Linked DNA regions of Zea mays: region 2 is linked to region 1. A link is a contact called in public Hi-C data. All regions are on one chromosome and are shown on one strand. Each heading gives the region's core, a stretch centred on a gene start, on an enhancer-like site or on the middle of the called end of the contact. The rest is flanking DNA. Distances are from core to core; before and after follow the strand shown. Region 1 holds the start of LOC100272754. Region 2 holds the start of LOC100191178.

Evidence for each region. A called contact is a pair of places that touch in the nucleus more often than the background predicts.
Region 2: a Hi-C map of ear shows a contact between it and region 1, with 2.9 times the contacts expected there. The contact joins the promoter of LOC100191178 here to the promoter of LOC100272754 in region 1. A contact is called at or near these places in 3 of 25 Hi-C or Micro-C datasets (ear, endosperm and tassel).

Annotation. Positions count from the first base shown.
Region 1 is chr10:33,374,798-33,378,441 of Zm-B73-REFERENCE-NAM-5.0, forward strand. LOC100272754 reads left to right here and starts at 1,700. Exons shown (of 4, transcript NM_001147207.1): 1 at 1,700-1,858; 2 at 1,978-2,044; 3 at 2,360-2,650. The coding sequence starts at 1,769. The coding sequence ends at 2,640.
Region 2 is chr10:33,935,561-33,939,204 of Zm-B73-REFERENCE-NAM-5.0, forward strand. It overlaps LOC100191178, which reads left to right and starts at 1,632. Exons shown (of 5, transcript NM_001136613.1): 1 at 1,632-2,066. The coding sequence starts at 1,787.

The DNA of each region.
Region 1 (3,644 bases), core at 450-2,949:
AATGGGTAGGAGATAAGGTAGAACAGGTACATGTCGATGCATCAGCTTGCATTGCCATAACCGATGCCCCTGTACTCTAGACCTATGAGACTTCCACCTATCTCATAGGAGTCGATTTTTCTGATTACCAGTTCATAAGCATAGATATAAGAGGGTTCATCCCTGTAATGCTAGAGTCGGCTAAATCATAAATAAGGTTAAAATGATAAACACACTAATAAATAGTGACTGTCGGGACGTGGACGGTCCGACCCCTAAGGCTGGACGGTCAAGGTGCACCAGAGAATGGCGTAGAGAACATACCCTGTCACGGACTATCCGCCCCAACATCGGATAGTCCGGTGGCTACCAGAGAGTGCAGCAGAGAGTCCACTGTCCTGGATAGTCTGGCCCCTGAGGTCGGATAGTCTGCGGATGCATAGAGAGCCTCAAACTATTTTGAGGTATGCACAAGAGAAGAATTTAGAGATCTCGACAAATTAGGACATGGGTTTACATCGGCCGATCCTTTGGAGGAGATTGATATAGGGGAAGGTAAAACTCCAAGACCGACTTTTGTGAACAAGACCCTGAAGCCGATCCTAGGAATGAAATGATTGGCTTATTAAAAGAATACTCTGATTGCTTTGCTTGGAACTACACTGAGATGCCAGGATTAAGCCGAGAGCTAGTGGAGCATCGATGACCTATTAAGTCTGGCTTCAAGCCCTTCAAGCAGAGACCAAGATCATTTCGTCCAAGACTTATTGCCTAGGATCAAAGACAAAATTCACAGGCTCTTGGAAGCTAACTTTATTAGGTCTTGCAGTTATACGAAATGGATCTATAATATTGTGCGGGTGGAGAAGAAGGATTCAGATAAGCTCAGAGTATGTATTGAATTCCGAAATCTAAATAGGGCGATTCCTAAAGATGAATATCATATACCTGTAGCCGACATGTTAATTAATAATGCATCAGGAAATATAGATATTAGCTTTCTTGATGGCAATGTGTTATATAATCAGACCTTCCTGATCGAGAAAGATACGTCTAAAACGATCTTTATATGTCCGGGCGTTATTTGAGTGGATGGTTATGACATTCGGTTTAAAAAATGTTGGTGTCACTAATCAAAGGCCTATTCATTTGATCTTTTATGAGTTGTTGGGAAACACTATGAAAGTTTACATTAATGATATATTAGTTAAATCAGCTGAATTTGGTTCTCATATAACTTATTTGCGCAAAACTTTTGATAAGATGTGTTAATATGATTTAAAAATAAACTCTTATAAATATACTTTTGGAGTATCGATCGACAAATTCTTAAAATTCATCATTCATGAACAGGCAGCGGAGTAATGGCAGCCATGCGACTGGAGAAAAGGAAGGAGAGCCGAGCGTAAGCAGCAGCGAAAAAAAAAATCCTTCCCCTTTTTAGAGGCCAGCAGCGGCAACTGACGACGCAGTGGGTCAAGTGGGCTATCTTTTGTGCACGAGGGCCCATGTCCCTGCTCGAAACGAAGCCCATTACATGCGGTGACGGGTGGGCGTCTCGTCTTCTCCGACGAGGGAGCCCCAGCCACTAGCTACCAACCCGTGACCCTAAAACCAACTAAAGTCCAGAACAGAGGCAGCTCTCTTGGCGTGCTCACCTGCTTGCTCCAAGATTTACCCCTCCCTCGGTGCCTGATACCTCTATCCTCCGCATCCGTCTCTAAAGACAAGGCAGTCGTCAAGAAAGGGAGTTTGACCAAGAGCCTGTGGTGTCCGTCGGCTGCCATCCATGGCAGGGGAGGCCAAGAAGCTCTTCTTCGCATCCGAGGTTACTCTCCACGCCTCCAGGAAGGACTGCTGGGTCGTCATCGGCGGCAAGGCGAGTGAGAAGAAGATCATCCTTGCTGTGCTTCTCTTGCATCTGTGGGGAAGAGAGAGATCCGACCTCTGATATGGTTTGGTCGGCCTCTGATTGTTTTTCTGGCTGGTTGGTTTCAGGTGTATGATGTGACCAAGTTCTTGGAGGACCACCCTGGGGGAGAGGATGTGCTTCTCCATGCATCAGGTAGTAAGCTCAGCTTTGATTTCCTCTCGTCTGCTTGTTGACAGATGACAGAACCGTAACCTTATCGGTCCAATTTCGTGACAATTGCATATTTGGGACATTAAACATAGCGCTTCGCAATATTGCCATCCAAAAGATTTATTTCGCAAAATAGGGACTACAAACATCTTCTAATTGATTATACTACCAGTTATTGTATAATCTTCCTTTTATTACTTGGTTCCCTGTATTTTGTATCTAAGGAGACCAAATTACCTTGTGCGTGCGTTTTGTCTCCATGCCGCCATGGACGACCGGCTACCGTCCTGCCCACAGCCGCCCCATGCCCCGTCCAGGCCCGGGCTCACCCCTGCTGCGCCATCTGCCGAGCTCGACCCTGCGCGCTGGCCGAGGCCGCTGCCGCGCCGACCACCACGCTGGGCGAGATCGCGCTAGGTGAGGTCGTGCTGGGCGATGTCATGCTGGACAGGGCGCCTCGTCTGCATCATAGCCCATGGACACACCGACCATGGAAAAGCTGTATCGTTGTCCTGGTGTTTCATGAGCATTACGTGAGCAATAAGAGTTGTTTGCATCCTACAAGTTGCAAATACTAGCTTCATGCTGGTGAGTGCAGACAAGCTGCAAGTTGCAAATACTAGCTTCCTGCTGCTGACGAATCTACAATTTACAAATACTAGCTTCCTGTTGGCCAGCTGTTCACTTGATCCTGGTGAGCGCGAGAGAGCAGGCGAGCTGCGTATAATTACATAGGGCTACAAGCGGCTAATCAGGGAAAAATACATGAAATTAGATTAGAAAAGCTAGACTATAGGCTAAATTGTAGTATAATCGAGTAGATGTTTGTAGTCCCCTTTTTGCGAAGTAAATCTTTTGGATGGCAATATTACGGAGCGTTATGTTTAGAGTCCCAAATATGCAATTGTCTCGTCCAATTTTCTCATTTGTAATTATGGTTTGAGACTTATGATAGACTTTGCTGGGCGAACTGAATGCAGAACTTGATCCAAGTTCCAGAACCGCTAGAATGAGAAATTAAGTTAAAAAAACCATGAATTTACACTTAGAAGCGGCATTTGGGATGGTCCCAAAATCTGAAATATACTCTCGGATTCCTGATTCACGTTCTCATCTGTATGCCGAACCCTGGTGGCCACAGATCTTTCCTTGTTTGTCTAAATGATTTTAACCTGCCTGGTCATTTTGCTACTCTTTTTACAAATAGAAATCTTGCTAAGCTGTCCATAATAAAATATATGTGGTACTCTTGAGTCTTAAATATTTTTCGTTCTCACTAATACATCAGTATCATCATTTTATTGCCTTATTAGAAAGGTTGTATAGTTGGTTGAATTCAACAGACTAATTATGCAAAAACTGCTTGCCAAAATTCTGGAACTCTTGATGGTGATTCTGGAAATATGTTGTGCTCAAGACAGACGAATGCATGGTAGTCAGCATATTCTTTACTTCGAATGTTGCTTTCATCTAGGTCAAAATTTCCAGGCCTTAATTTGCGCTAGCTTTGTCTTCCCAAATAAACCAGATCGCTAATGCCACTATGATTATTCCCTTAGATTTTTAAAAAAAAATCTATCTT
Region 2 (3,644 bases), core at 382-2,881, 560 kb after region 1:
CGCAATTGGTGCTCCTCTTCTGGCTCCTCTCGGACTCTCCCTGTCATGTCCACTATCGAGCTTCCGGCTGAAACGCCACATGCCACGTTCCCTTCTTTACACGGTGTCGGCCATGACAAATCTCGGTTGTCATTGTCTCACAATACTGTCGCCCCACTCGGTAGAATTAGAACGGCTCACACAAGAGCCGAGTGGTTTTGTAGGTTTTTATAAACTCACTCAACTAACTAGGATTCACCTAGAGCAAGCGCATAAGCGTTCTAACTAACCTAAGCACTTCGCAAAGCACCTACGCTAATCACCGAGTGATTCTATTAAGAACTTGGGTGTTTGGGCAATTGAAAATATCTACAACATGTGTTGGTATATTGATTGGGCTCCCACACCTTCAAATGGCTGGTTGGGTGAAGTATATATAGACCCCAACTCAAATATAGCCATTGGAGAAAAGTTGTTGCTCTCTGCGGCACACCGGATAGTCCGATGCCCTGTCTGGTGCACCAATAGCCGTTGGATCTAGCAGGTGACCATTGGCGCTGTCAGCCTTGCACCGGACAGTCCGGTGTCACACTGGACAGTTCGGTGGCTCTCCTCCATATTGTCACCAGGAACTAGTCATTAGGCTACTGTTCCCTGATGCACTGGACAGTCCGGCAGTGTGGCACCGGACAGTCTGGGGTGCCACCGGACAGTCCGGTGCTCTGGGCTGGACGGTCCGCCAGTGGCAACACTTTCTTCTTGTCTTGGACTTTGCTTGATACTCGTTGATCTTCACATATGGTCTTCTTAATGTCTTCCTTTGAGGTTTTGCTTCCTCAATGCCTTAGTCCAAGTCGTTTTAGCATCATACTACAAACACAAACACTATCAATCACATTAGTTCACGGGCTATGTTGATAATCAAACATCAAAATCAATTAGTCAAATGGGTGAGGTCCATTTTTCTTACATATCCGACGGCTGTCACTAGGGCCGTAGGACTTAACTGTTACTTTCGACGGCTACTAGGTACCGTCGGATATAACATAACTGTCGACGGTTTCTTACAAAGTCGTCGTACATTTCCTGTTTTATTGTTTTGGGGAGGGGCTGGTCAGTTGCAGTGACGATATAGATTTGACGTTGACAAAGATACACGTAGAAAGTAGAATAATTATATTCCACGGTGGCCGTTCCCTGCTTTGTGCACGTTGCTATTTTTTTTTGAAAATATTGTGCTGTTTGGTTCACATATTGGTAACGTAATGGGTAACCGATAACGTTAAATCATATTTGTTTAAGTTAACCGTAATCGATAGTACACTATAAAATGGATACCGCCTTATTTAAATTTGTTATCACCGGTATTCAAGTATGAATCATTATCATTATCATTTACGTTATATTTCGTGAACCCAAAGACACCTACGTGGTTGTGTTATCTTAATTGTCACGTACTCCCAACCACCATGTTCAGTACGAATGTCATGTGGAGAAAGAAGCGTCTAGCTACCTACCTACCCGCACCGAATTGAACACAGTAATACATTCCAATAATCGCGTCACTGTACGTGAAGCAGCGTGTATCACGTTGGATCTAACACTATAAATACCACCAGGCTTCAAGCATCCCTCCTCACTCCAAACTCCAAAGCCAACAAACAGAGCTCCAACTCAGAAAGCATCCGTCCCTTGGCAGCAGCAACAAGCTACTAGCTATGTGTGTTTAGAGCGAGCGAGGGAAAAAAAAGAAAACATCTAAGATATACTCCATCATCTTCGTTTGATTAACCCGCCCAGTAAAGCCATGGGTACTAATGATAGAGCGGTCATTTCTCTGGTACTCCTCGTGTGCATCGCTAGCCGCTCGTCCTTGGGTGCCGCTGAAACTGACGTTGAGCAGAAGCGCTTGTCAGTCCCGTTGATGTTTGTGTTCGGTGATTCGCTGGTCGATGTCGGAAACAATAACTTCCTGCCGCCGCCTGCACCCCGTGCTGCATCTCCGTACGGCATCGACTTCCATGCTGGCACCGCCGGCGCCGTCTCAGGACGGTTCACGAATGGCTACAACCTTGCCGATTTAGTCGGTATACACATATATATATTTACTACATGCATTTATATATCTATATGCATGCGCATGTTTTCTTTTTTTGTCATGGATATGGATATTCTTTACAAATGCTAATGAAACTGCACTCTGGCTGTTCAAATCCTAAACCATATATTGCTTTTTATGTTTAGTGTGTCACTGTAAGATTATATGTAGCAACGACATCACTTTTTTTCATGCATCACATGTATATATGGCTTCCATACGTGTATATATCTTGATTGTTATTTTCGTATGTAGGGATGTTTATGTAATACTATAGTACATTGGACTTCACAGATCCAAGACACTACAAAGTAAAAGAATCAAATTTATATTTTCTAATTAATAGGGACACATACACATGTAGGGCCGGAGTCGTATTTGTAAATAAATGGTCAGATAGTCTCTAGATAAAAACAACTACCACTACCGGAATTCAGCTCTTTGCCGAATATCAAATGATTTGTCGAGTGTTTTTTCCGGCGAAGAGTTTCTTTGCCGAGTGTGTTTTTGACTTGGGGCAAAGAGTTTATTTGCTGAGTGTTTTTTTGACACTCGGCAAATAGTTTTTTGGCAAGTGTTTTATTTTGGACATTAGGTAAAGTGTTTTTTTGCCGAGTGTTTTTTAACACTAGTTAAAGACAATTTAAAAATCACATTTTAAAGCAGTAAATTAATTCAAATAAAAAAGTTTTCAACTACAAATTTGTATAACTCATCAAGATGTACACTTTATATTTTGATCATTTCTTCATATGACAAAATAAAAGAAAATTTGTTTCATTAAACCTATATCTCTCGTAGTTTATGAAACTACAAAAGACATGTACAAGATTTGTGAATAATGTTAGAACCATCATGTGATACGAACAAATGACCAAACAACCAAAATAAACTTTGTAGATCTTGAGAAGTTATAGAATTTTGTAGTTGGCAACGTTTTCATTTGAAGTCATCTTGTCAACGAAAACTACGTCTGAATTTTTAAAAATTTAAATTTAAATTTTGAAAACGACCTCGAATGTAAAAACCACTAACATAAAAGTTGTAGGTCTTGAAAAGTTATGAAACTTTGTAGTTGACAATGTTTTAGTTTGAAACCATCTTGTCATGCAAAACTCTATTTGGATTTTAAATTTTGAATTTTTCAAACTATCTCAGATAAAATGTTTTGTTGTTCTCATAATTTAAAATGTTTTGCTGTTTTTTGATTTTTTTGCGATTCTTAATTTGACGAGTGCTTTTCTTTGCCGAGTGTTTTTTGATACTCGGCAAAGTATTTGCCGAGTGCCCGAAAAAAATTAGTCGGCAAAGAACCATTTACCGATAAAATGTTTGCCGAGTGTAACACTTGGCAAAGACTTTGTCGAGTATATAATGCCCTTTGCTGAGTGTCTGGGACACTCGGCAAAGAAGGTGAGTCCGGTAGTGTAACTCACTTGATCATATTAAGAAAAGCGAGTATCCTAAAACATCTAATTGATTAATAGACACCGGTAACAAAAAATGACAACTAACAGAGATGGTCATTATTGCAAAGCACCCGCCTTTAGGAATTAGCCAAGTATTA